Regions from separate parts of the Sus scrofa genome. Here regions 1 and 3 are each linked to region 2. The links are chromatin contacts, called in public HiChIP or PLAC-seq maps. All regions are on one chromosome and are shown on one strand. The core of a region is the stretch at or near the end of the contact, and the rest is flanking DNA. Distances in the headings are between cores, read along the strand shown. Region 1 holds the start of TARS2 (threonine--tRNA ligase, mitochondrial). Region 2 holds the start of CTSS (cathepsin S). Region 3 holds the start of CERS2 (ceramide synthase 2).

What was found. HiChIP or PLAC-seq counts read pairs in DNA pulled down with a chosen protein or histone mark.
Region 1: an H3K27ac HiChIP or PLAC-seq map of alveolar macrophages shows a contact between it and region 2. The contact joins the promoter of TARS2 here to the promoter of CTSS in region 2. A contact is called at or near these places in 1 of 47 Hi-C or Micro-C datasets (embryonic fibroblasts) and 1 of 2 datasets of contacts at active chromatin or transcription factors (alveolar macrophages).
Region 3: a contact with region 2 is called in an H3K27ac HiChIP or PLAC-seq map of alveolar macrophages. The contact joins the promoter of CERS2 here to the promoter of CTSS in region 2. A contact is called at or near these places in 1 of 5 promoter capture datasets (fetal skeletal muscle) and 1 of 2 datasets of contacts at active chromatin or transcription factors (alveolar macrophages).

The regions. Positions count from the first base shown.
Region 1 is chr4:98,632,744-98,636,604 of Sscrofa11.1, forward strand. TARS2 (threonine--tRNA ligase, mitochondrial) reads right to left here and starts at 2,575. Exons shown (of 18, transcript XM_003355197.4): 1 at 2,437-2,575; 2 at 1,914-2,110; 3 at 1,481-1,604; 4 at 214-338. The coding sequence starts at 2,502. ECM1 (extracellular matrix protein 1) reads right to left here and starts at 338. Exons shown (of 23, transcript XM_021089909.1): 1 at 214-338.
Region 2 is chr4:98,413,690-98,417,897 of Sscrofa11.1, forward strand. It overlaps CTSS (cathepsin S), which reads left to right and starts at 1,584. Exons shown (of 8, transcript XM_021089893.1): 1 at 1,584-4,208.
Region 3 is chr4:98,248,376-98,252,477 of Sscrofa11.1, forward strand. CERS2 (ceramide synthase 2) reads left to right here and starts at 2,398. Exons shown (of 11, transcript XM_005663490.3): 1 at 2,398-2,550.

The sequences.
Region 1 (3,861 bases), core at 1,325-3,824, 220 kb after region 2:
GTGTACACAGATCAAATCCTCACATGAACGCTTTTTTTTTTTTTTAACTTTTTATATAATGATTTTTATTCTTTTCATTATAGCTAGTTTACAGTGAACACTTTAAATATATAATTTTGTCAATTATATCTCAAAAAAAAAAAAAAAACCCAGAAAATAAAATATGGTGAAATCTCTAAAAAAGAAATCATTCTCCTTCCTTGCACTACTCACCGTTCCTTGCCCAGGAAGAAATCATGGTAGAAGCCACATTCCGTACTTGGACCTTGGCAGAGGACAGCACCTAGGAATTGTTCAGCTGCTGCCCCCAGGACATGGGTGCTGGAGTGCCAGAATACCTGGGTTCACAAGTAAGAAGTTCATAATTTCATAACCTTCTCCTTTAGCCCCTAGCTCTCTGATCCTCTCCTCAGAGAAGCTGGTGTGAAACCAGCATGAATAACTACCACAATATGGGGAACGTGACCTTGAGGGTAACCAGTAAATATAAAAAGTAAACAACAAACAACCTGACCAGAAAAGAAGGCAGCCAGAAGAAGCAGTGCACAGAAGAGAGTAAGCCCCACTCCTCGGTGCTTCCTGGTTCCAGAGCATAGTGGGAGGCTAGTGTCAGTCTTCATGCCCTCCAAGCTGACATGAACAAGGAAAGGAGGCCAGGTAGTGTGCTCATTTGTGGAAGCCACATTAAAACTAAATATATGCATAACAAGGACCTACTGTATAGCACAGGGAACTCAATATTCTGTAATAACCTATATGGGAAAAGAATCTGAAAAAGAATTGATATTTGTACATGCATAACTGAATCACTCTACTGTATACCTGAAACACAACACTTTAAATCAACCCTGCTCCAGTATAAAACAAAAATTTAAAAAAGAACTCAATATATGCTACAAGATGACAACTTACAATGCTTGTCTCAAGAGTTGGGCTAAATTGGCATATTATCATTCTGTATTCAACATAACACCTCTCCCTTTCACTAACACAAATAATCACTGCTTAACAGACCCAGGCTAACTAAAAACTTTCATCCTAGGTTTCCAGCTTAGCCAGGAGTCAAGACAAGCAATATGGAGTTCCCGTCATGGCTCAGTGGTTAACAAACCCAACTAGTATCCATGAGGACACGGGTTCAATCCTTGGCCTTGCTCAGCGGGTTAAGGATCTGGTTTGCCATGAGCTGTGATGTAGGTCGCAGGTGCAGCTCAGATCCAGTGTTGCTGTGGCTGTGGCGTAGGCTGGCTGCTACAGCTCCGATTTGACCCCTAGCCTGGGAACCACCATATGCCTCCAGCGCAGCCCTAAAAAGACAAAAAAAAAAAAAAAAAAAAAAAATCAAAAAAGATAAGCAGTCCATGGTAGGCCTCCCTCTCAACTGAAAATGGAGAAACTGAGGCAAAAAAAAAAAAATGCTAGAAATTCCCACTTAAACATCTCTTAGCAGCCCCTATATCCCAATAAGGAAGAAACGTACTGCTTTCCCCTCTGCAGAATCGAATGTCAGAAATCTGAGGTCAGAATCTTTTTCCAAGGGCCGTTCCAGATCATAAGGTTCTCCATTCACTACAGCAGCTACTGCAGTATCTGCCAGTTTTGAACTTCAACAGTGGGGGTGAGGATAAAAAAAGACAAGGTTACAAGCTACAGAGGAAGACAGGAACTAATCCTTAGCAACTCTAAACTTGCGAAGGGGAAATGTATTACCAGAACACTGGAATCTTTTCTTTTTTTTTCCCCTCAATGCATAATAGAGAAAGGTCAGAGACCATAAAACTAATGCAGATAAAAAGGAATATGCAGGAAAGGCTATCTTGATGGGGATGGAATAAACATGCAGAGTTCTTTCCCTGCTCAAGTAAACAAAGTACAGAGGTAGGTTTACCCGGTAGGTATAGAAGGCCTGGTACCTGATCTGCTGAGCTAGTTGGTAAGGGGTTGTGTTCCATGCCACAGCATCCACTTTCCTGCCTCCAGGAAGCGATACCTTAATAGCCCGGTGTTCCTTCTGCGCCATGCTTGCTAACTTCTTTACCTGGGCGGTCCATAGCTCCTCAAAAAAGCCAAGCCGCTCTACCAACCAGTGTGGAGGAGTGGGCACAGCTGCCTGGAGGAAAAGATGTTAGGAGGTAACACAGGTCCCAAAATTCCTTATTGAGCTTGGGGGTAGTGGGAAGTGAGAACATTTAAGTGGCCATGATCTTAAATCCCAGTCTTTAAAAAAAGAATGGGAGGTATAAGGCCCTAGGCTGGGAGTGCTACATTCCCCAGACGGCTACCCTAGGAAAAAGATGGCGTACCTAAGGGCTACGGTAGCCGGGTCCCGAACGTAGGGCGGGAGTAGGGGGTGTCAGATGGGGTTGAGAGCCTATACTTTGGGCTTCAGCTGCGCTAGGTCCGATGTGTTTCGGAACTTTTGGGTACCTCACGCACCGTGTGCAGCCCGCAGGCTTGTAACCCTGGGAGCCGAAGTCGCCGCCACCTCCGATACAGCCCCATGTTCCTTCAGACCCGTCACACAGCCTCAAATAAATGATCGCTCCTTCTCTTTTGTCGGATTCTTCATTGGCTGCTGGCCCAACAATACCCATGCCTATTGGTTGTTATAGCTGTCACTCCAGTCTGGCCCCACCTCCAGGAACTCCGAAGCGGTATACCCCACACAGCACAAGCAGCGGTGTGGGTGGTTCCGGGTGACCGGAAGACCTAAGCTGATGCACACAGGGAATTCCAGTACCTGCAGAGTTTCAGACCAAAGTAGCAGTAAGATATGCTGCGGCTTTAAGGACAGAAGCAGGGAAACTTAGAGAGTGGGAGAAAAACGGACCAGAAGGGGTTGTTATTTCCTTTTAACTCTAAGTTTTCTTTTACACAGGCTTCACCGGGATGTGAAGTGAAGGAAACAGGTAAGAGCATAAATCTGGAATGAGACAGACCTGGTATAAATCCTGGATCACTGCGTAATTTGGGGTAAATTAATTCCTTTTAAACTTCAATTTTCTCATCTGTAAAATGAGAATAATAATATCATTCTGGTAGTTCTCATGTGGCTTAACGAGTTAAGGATCCGGCAGTGGCCCGGGTTGGATCCCTGGTCTGGTAACTTCCACATGCCTCCGTGTGCAGCCAAAACAAACAAAACAAACAAACAAAAAACCCTTAACTGTTGAGGTTAATTTTATGTAAATCGTCTAATATACTGCATGGTCCACAGTAATCGGCAACAATAGCAACAATCCATGAGAAAAAATGAATACAACATATAACAGCTTTGAGGCTGGAGCAAAACAAAGACTTTAAGGCTGGAGCAAAACAAAAGCAGAGGGCACTCCTTGGAGTCCCTTCATACTCGGTGCTTAAAGAAGGACCTCTGAGACCTCTTAGACCGTACACATGAGGAATTTAAGATCAGAGAAGGTAAGTGATTTAAGATCAAACAGTAAGCACTGACGCTGGATTCTCAATCCAAGTCTTCTATTCTTCTACCACACCAGACTCTCTCTAGTAAGAATTTTATCCCCAATATAATTCCCCCACCACTTAAGAAAAAAAGTTCCTGACCCTAGAATCTTAGCTCTCTGCTTTCTACACAGGACCTTTGCCTCTCATTCCCATCCAAGCTCTCAACTTCCTTTATCCCTTCTCTCCCCTCTCCCTATATCTAGAACATAAGACTAGATATATTTGATTTGTTTTACACAGTGAAAAATGAAACACAGGAGTTCCTGCTGTGGCACAGCGAGGTAGGAATCCAACTGTAGCCACCTCAGGTGGCTGCAAAGACTCGGGTTCCATCCCCTGCCAGAGCAGTGGATTAAGGATCCGCCATTGCCACTGACGTGGCATAAGTCACAGCTG
Region 2 (4,208 bases), core at 334-2,833:
ATTTCCTCTTAAAAAACCCCAAAAACCTCTCTAGTTAAGCAAATTTGCAACAGCAAGTGTGCCTCATTTCAAAGGAGACCTCTGTGCAAAAATCCAATTTACGCCTTTAGAATGTTGTAGGATGGGTTTTCATTTTATAAAAATTTCATTTTATTAAGTATACACGGGAAGGGAATTCCCATCCTGACTCAGCGGAAACAAATCTGACTAGCATCCATGAGGACACAGGTTCAATCCCTGGCCTCCCTAAGTAGGTTAAGGATAAGGCATTTCTGTGAGCTGTGGTGTAAGTCAAAGATGCAGCTCAGATTCCATGTCGCTGTGGCTGTGGTGTAGGCTGGTAGCTACAGCTCCGATTCAACTCCTAGCCTGGGAACCTCATGCCTCGGGTGTGCCCCTAAAAAGACCAAAAAAGAAAAGGAAGTATACACGGGGATAGACTATGTAATGGCATGTTCCCCTAATGCTTTCCCCCCCCCCATTTTTTATATGTTTTATTGAAGAATGGCTGATTTGCACACCCACAGCATATGGAGGTTCCCAGGCCAGGAGTGGAATCAGAGCTGGTACAATTAGTTTCTTAAAAGTATATAGGCATAGAAGGTGACAAGGTAGTCAAAAAAGGCAAAAAGACAAAAAAAAAAAAAAAGGAGAGAGAGCTCCTAAAAAGACCAAAAAAAAAGAAAAGGAGAAAAAGTATACATGGGGATTGACCATGTAATAGCATGTTCCCCTAATGCTTTTTCTTTTTTTCGTTTTTTAAGTTTTATTGAAGTATGGCTGACTTACGATGCTGCAATAATTATTTTTTTTCTTTCTTTCTTTCTTTCTCTCTTTCTTTCTTTCTTTTTCTTTCTTCTTTCTTTCTTTTTTTTCTTTTTTTGTACTTGAAGTGGATCTTGCAAGGTAGAGAGGCCAAAGAATGGAGACAATGACTGGTCAGTGTGGGGGCCCACGAGACCAGCTTGACTACAGCAGAGGGTGACAGTTTAAAAAAAAGAATCCATTCTCAACTGAGTAAAATGCTTTTTAGGATGGACCAGATTATGGGGAAATGCAAGAGCCAATAAGAAGCATTTGTAGGAAATGACACGATAAAAGTGTGTTTTAAGAGAACAATTTGGGAGTGATATACCGGGTGAGATTACAAGGCAGACCGAATTGAAAAATGTTGGAAAAATTTAAATCATGCCAGTAAATATTTATTGAATGTCTACTCTATCGTTGCATTCTATAGTGTGAAGGATACAAAGATGAGTAAGAGATAATATAACTCCTGTACTTAAGGGGCTAACAGGTAGATTTGTATGATGAAGACATAAATAATTGTAGTATTAAGTCACGTAATAAGAGGGTGATTTTTCTGTTCTCAGAATCTATGAGTCCACCACAAAAGAGCCTCAAGTACTACAGGGGTTCGAAAAGAGATTAAGTTGGGGATAAAAAAAAAAAGTTTTTTTGAAAGAGGTATCTTTTGAGATGGACCATGAAGGAGGCATAAGATTTCAAGAGGCAGAGATAAGGGAAGGAAGTTAAAGACAGTGGGCGGCAAAATGATTCTGCTGGGTAAGTACTACCTTTTTTTTTTTTTTTTTTTTTTTTTGCAAGCAAGCAAAGTCTTTATTACAGGAAAGCAAATAGCTCCCAGGACAGCTGGGAGCAGGGGGAAGAGCCCCTCTCTATTGCTTTATAGGGGTTTTTATCCCTTAAAGACGGCGGGTACCAATGTGGGGTCCAGAAAGATGTGTTTTCTCCCATTGGCCTTGCCCCATGACCTGTATCAGTCCTTCTCCAATAGGGGTCTTACGGGTGGAAATGTCCTATAAGTCTCATGGTTTCTTTGTCCTTATCTTCCTGTAAACTGAGTCATAGGGGGTTAGAGATTAATGTCCATCTGGGCTTAGGTACACTCCCTAGAGTAAACTAGGGGGAAAGCACTACTTTAAAACTGTGTTCAATCCCAGGTTAGCCACCAGTTCTGTCCTCTTGAACAAGTTATATAACCTCTCAGAACTTTAATTTCCCCTCTGTAAAAGTTGGATAATTATTGCATTTACTTTACAGTGTTGTAAAGGTTAAATAATAATATGTGAAGGGTATAGCACATTCACTAGCATGTAATTGGTGCACCTTACAAATCTTAGCTAGGACTCATAATAATAGAGTTAAAAATGCAGAGACTAATAAGCATAAATGTCCTGGAAACATGAAGAAAACTAGCTGCTTCGAGTGTAAGATTCATGTGTGAGGATAGTTGACTTAGTTTTTTTGGACTGCTATAACAAAATACCATAAACTGGGTGGCTTTTAAATAACAGAAATTTACTTCTCATAGTTTTGAAAGCTAGGAAGTCCAAGATCAAGACTCTGGGAAATTCAGTGTCTGGTGAGGCCCTCTTCCTGGTTCATAGATTAGTTGCCTTTTTGCTGTGTCTTCATATGATGAAAGGGCCACGGGAGCTCTCTGGGGCCTCTTTTACAAGAGTCCAGGTCTGGGGCAGGAACTGTTGAACATAAGCCAGCAGTGGCTTGTGGTATCAGAAAGAAAAGCTATGAAAGAGCACTAATGTCATAGCAAACATAGGGGTTCAGGACTCAAAAGCCAATTTGAATGTTTCTACCAACCACAGATGGGACAATATGAGTATCACTAAGGATAAAACTGCATTGAATTGAAGCACATAAAATATGTTTAAATCCATGAATTCATAATGATACGCAAATAACTCAGTGCTTTTGTAATGTATGGACCTTATTTAGATCTCAATTCGAACAAACTGCTTTTTAAAAATGAATAGGCTAGAGAAATGTAAATACATCTTTGATGACATTAAACAATTATTGTTAATTTATTTTAGAGGTAATAATGGTATTGTGGTTATGTTTATTTCAGAGTCTTTATCTCTTAGAGATACACACTAGAATATCTCTATATGAAATAATCCAATGTCTAGTGTTTACCTCAAAATAATCTGGGTAGTGGGAGTGTAAATAAAGCAAGATTGACCAGAGAGTTCCTGTCGTGGAGCAGCGGAAACTAATCTGACTTGGAACCATGAGGTTGCAGGTTTGATTCCTGGATTTGCTCAGTGGGTTAAGGGTCTGGCATTGCCATGAGCTGTGGTGTAGGTCGCAGACACCGCTCGGATCTGGCGTTGCTGTGGCTGTGGCGTAGGCCAGCAGCAATAGCTCCGATTGGACCCCTGGCCTGGGAACCTCCATATGCCATGGGTACGGCCCTAAAAAGACAAAAAAAGATTGACCATATATTGTAATTGTTGAAGCAGGATAATGGTTTCATGAGGGCTCATTTTAATTTTATCTCTATTTTTATACATGTTTAAATTTTTCCGTAATAAAAGTCTTTTTTTTAAAAGCGACATGGCCGCAAACGTGAAATGAATACAGTATTAAACATCATAATGATATAGACTCTCCACAAATTTGTATATTTTTGTGGGAGGGGATATAATAACTTTATTTATAATATATATAGTAATTCAATATCAATATAAATATATCAATTTAAATAAAAACTGACAGAATTTTTCAGGAAACTCGATAAATTGATTTAAAACCCTATAAAGAAAAGTTCACAGCACAAAATGTTGAGACAACTTTGAATAGAAGAACAAACATAGCAGTGGCAGAGGTGACTTATCCTGTTAGACATCAAGGCATATTTAAAGCCATTTTCATTAAAAATGTGTGGAATTGAAGGGGCAATAGGTAAGAGAACAGAGGAAGGACCTCAGATACTGACTCATGAATGTGTGGGAATTCTCAGCTGGGTGAGAGTTAGGCAATAGCAGGTCTTGGATGAGTTCTGTTAAAAAGAGTAGGTTGACTTTTCCTAGGAAATCAGAGGAAGCTGGGATTTCAGGAACTTAATCCTAACCTTTCCATAACTAAATTTTTCTACCTGAAACTTGGTGTTTTTAGGTAAAGTGAATAAACAAAACGATGAGGGATTAAAGGGTACCCTTGTACTGATGTTATTTTGTTGAGTTTTTTTCTATTGATCTCCTCTATTGGGGGCTCTTTTTGATGATTAACTGTACCCACTTTTCTCCAAAACCGTAGGGAGAGAGCCAGAGGTTGCTCATCTAGTTACGTTTTAAATGAAACTGAAATGAAAGTTCACTTCCTCATTGTGGATACCTCATGTGACAAGTTCCAATTTCTTTTTAAAGTCTCTTTAACTGAAG
Region 3 (4,102 bases), core at 1,148-3,647, 160 kb before region 2:
CTGGCCTACACCACAGCCACAGCAACACCAGAGCCAAGTCTCGACTGCAACCTACACCACAACTCACATGGCAAAGCCGGAATCTTTTTTTTTTGCTTTTTAGGGCCACACCTGAGGCATATGGAGGTTCCCAGGCCAGGGGTTGAATTGGAGCTACAGCTGCCAGCCTACACCGTAGCAACAAGATCCTTAACCCATTGAGCAAGGCCAGGGATAGTACCTGAATCCTTATGGATGCTAGTCAGATTTGTTTCTGCTGAGCCACAATGGGAACTCCTGCAATCGGATTCTTAATCCACTGTGCCAGAGTAGAAACTTCTATTTTTCCTTTTGTTATGAAACTTTTTCTCCCCAGAATTCCTGGTAACTCAATCTCTCTGCTCCTGTACTAGCCAAGCTCTACTCTTTTACCCAAAGTGGCTTCTGTGTTGTGGAAGCCAGCCCCACCTGGGAAGACTAAGACCTATTTTCCACAATGGAGGATCCACGTCTTTGCTTGTCCCAGAAGCCTGCTCAGATACCTAATTCCCAGGCTGAAGACCTGATGGTGTCCTCTGCCTCAGGACACCTCAGCAGCCCTTACAGAGGAAGTGAGTCAGGCAGGCAGCTTAGGGCACTTGTGGGCATGGGTGTGGCCATGCCACCCCAGGGCGGTGGGTGGAGGATGGGTCAGAAGAGCAATGATCAAAATCTCCTGGTGCAAGTGAGGCAGAGTGAAAGAGTGTGAGTGAGTGTGAGTGTGTTTGTGTTTGGAAACTGGTACCATCATTCTACTGCTGCCTGAGGCCCAGTTTTGCCTCCTCCTTTGTCTCTGGGGGAGGGGACACCCTGTTATCTTTATTTTTCAGGCCATGACTATTCAGCTTCTGCCCCAAACTTCTGCTCCCCCTGCTATCTTAAAAGAAAGTTAACTGGTCTTCAGTCCTCTGAGGAATCATTTTAAAAGACTGGTGGGACTTTGGGAAAGCCTGGCATCTAGGAAAACTGCCTGAGAAAAAGGGTTTAGAAAGTAAAAGGTTTGAACCAAGTAGGACAGACATGGGGCGGGAGTAGAGAGCTTACTCAAAGTTTAGCCAGGGCCCAAAGAGGAGACACTGGAACCCTGCTGGAAAAGGGAATCTGGGGAAGGCACGTAAGAAAGGTAGAGAGAGGAGTTTCCATTGTGGCACAGTGGTTAACGAATCAACTAGGAATCATGAGGTTGCGGGTTCGATCCCTGCCCTTGCTCAGTGGGTTAAGGATCCGGCGTTGCCGTGAGCTGTGATGTAGGTTGCAGACTCAGCTCGGATCCTGTGTGGCTGTGGTGTAGGCCGGTGGCTACAGCTCCGATTAGACCCCTAGCCTGGGAACCTCCATATGCCATGGGAGTGGCCCTAGAAAAGGCAAAAAAAAAAAAAAAAAAAAAAAAAAAAAAAAGGTAGAGGGAGGAGGTCCTCCTGGGGCTCAGTGGGATCAGTGGCATTTTGGGAGCACTGGCACGCAAGCACAGTGGGCTAAGGATCCAGTGTTGTGACAGCTACAACTGCAGGTTGGATGTGACCTCTGGATATGTTGGATATGCCACAGGGCGGCCAAAAAAGGGGGGAGAAAAGGTAGAGGGAACCGTGGAATTGGGAGATTGAGGGAGGGGCAGTAACAGTAGGGAAGGGGTAGCCGGATATGGTATGCTAATATGATATGCTATTAAAGGAGTTTAGCCTGGGGCAAAGGAATAAAGGGCTAGAGTGGTTGTTGGGAACTGGAAAACCGGGCTAAAGAAGGCTGAAGAGTCCAGGGAATGGACCAACAGGTCTGAATTCCCTAGTGGTAGGTTGGCATGGGCTGGGGCCTCTCACCGCAAAGAGCAAAGGAAATGTTTGGAGGTCAGCTTCTGCCTCCTTCTCCAGAAAGAGCCTTAAGCAAGGGTCTCAAACTGGATTAGTGAGGTCATACATTCTTTCTTAACAGAACTGTCAAAGCCCCTGAACTTGACTAGATAAACTTTGAAACCAGCCACTGTCAGAGGTTCTAATTGTGACAGTATAAAAAGCACCATTTCATTACCGTAAAGAATTCAATTACCTCTACTTAGGGGGCCCTCTCTAAACAAACCCTTAGACACATTTTGGTCACACTCTGTCCTCTGTACGAATCAAGGCCAATTTTGTAGGATAAACATTTTGCATCTTCCTGAAACATTGCTTTTACCAGACTAAGGGAAAAACATTTTACAATATGAATTTAAATACGGATAAACGTGGTCTAGATGGCAAACTCGAACGCATTTTACATTAAAAAGTTGGAGGTTGGCTCCTTCAGAGTCTACTACAGGAGGGTATGTGTACCACTGCGGGTAGGTTTTAAACAGCACTGGGTGGAAACGCTGTGGGTTTTACGGCGGGCTGGGGCGGGGGACGCCCTAGGGGTAGCGGGCTCCGCGCTGGAAGGACAGCGGAATCTCGAGGGCCCGCTGCCTGGGTCGGCCTTGGCGAGGCGCTCGGCCTCGGCGCGCGGCACTTGGAAAGGACTCTCAGGGGCTGCGCCCCCTCCTGCCTCCCAGTAGGGCTGGAGGTGAGAAGTGTGGCAGTCGGTCGCGCAGAGGGAACCGGGGGCTGCAGCCGGGTGCAGGTCGGGGACCGCAGTTGGGGGTGGCCGGGGTGGGGTGGGGCAGGGGCAATACCGCTCTGCGGTCCCCGGTCTGTCCCGCGGTTCCCCAGGGCTACATCTAACCTTTAACGGAGAGACAAGGGGCTGGGAGAGAACCCACACTGCCTGCCCTCATCGGGGGGCTTCTCCCTCGATGCCAGGATGCCAGTGGGCGCGGCTGCAGAACCCGCGCCGCAAGGGCTCGGGTCCCCGGGCCGGGAAGGGGGCGGCGGCAGGCGGCGGGGGCTGGGCGCGGCTGCCCCGCGCGGAGGCCCGGGCCCCTCCGCCCGCCCTTCTCTCCCTTTCCGTCGCCGGGCCGCAGGCCCACGCCCAGTCTCCCGGCTCCTGTGTTGCTCGCGGCCTTTCTTTCCCGGGCTGGCTGGCTGGGCTCGCACTCAGCTCGGCTGGGCTCGGCGGGCGGCGGGCGGAGGAGGAAGGAGGGAGGGAGCGAGCGGGCAGGCGGGCGGGCGGAAGGGGGAGGAGAGGAGCGAGCGGAGCCAGTTCGGAGGGGGCCCGGAGCTCGGACGAGAAGAGAGACGGAGCAGCGGCTCCCGGCCGGGCCAGCTCCGCGACGCCGCCGCCGCCGCCGCCGAGTGAGTCGGGACCCCAGCCCGGGAGCCCGAGGCGCCGCGCGCAGGGGTGGGGCGGGACGAGGCCCGGAAAAGTTGCGAGAACTGGGGGCCGCGCGGACGCGGCTCGGCGGACTGGGCCCGGTGGGGAAGGGAGCGGGCTGAGGAGGGCAGAGGGGCCCGGGGGCACACCCTCGGGCGGCCGGGCGCGGGGCGCCGCCGCGGGCTCGGGGCCTCTGCCCGGCGCGCTCATGGCGGCCGGCCTGGGGAGGGCGGGCCGGAGCGCCTCGCGGGAGCGGCCGGGCCCCCAGCGCCGCCCGAGGGCAGACTGGCCGGGCGCCTGGGCGCGCCGCCCGGAGCCCGGAGGAGCCCTCCTGGGCAACAGGTATGGAACAGGAGGTGGGGCCGCGGGGCCGCTAGCGGACGGCGGAGCCCCTTTGTTGGAAAGTAGAGAAGCCCGGGGATCACTTGCGCGAGAGCCCTCTGCCTGGCAGCCGGCCCGCGCGGCGTGGCCCCTGCCTGGCTCTGACGGCCCCATGGCTAGAGTGGGAGGAGGGCGGAGGGTCTTGCTGTTCTTTCTTACCCGCCTACTGTGCCCAGTCCGGGAGGGAGGTCAGAACGTCCATGTGCTTTACGTGAAACAGGAAGGAGTGGCTCTGAGTTTCTGCCCCGGCCACCCCAAGGCGAAGGCTCCTATACCGTTATGGGGCGTGTGGGCTGGGGAGGGGGAAGCCACTGGAGAGACTGGTTTTCTGGGCCTCGACTCGCTAATTACTGGCCCGGAGGCTCACTGGCTAGTAGGTTAATTGCAGGTGTGTGGTACTAATTGTTGGCCTGAATTTAGGGGTTCACTCTCCCCAAGCCGGGCTCTTAGCAGCAAAATCTGGTCTCAGGCACCTGAGTTGCTA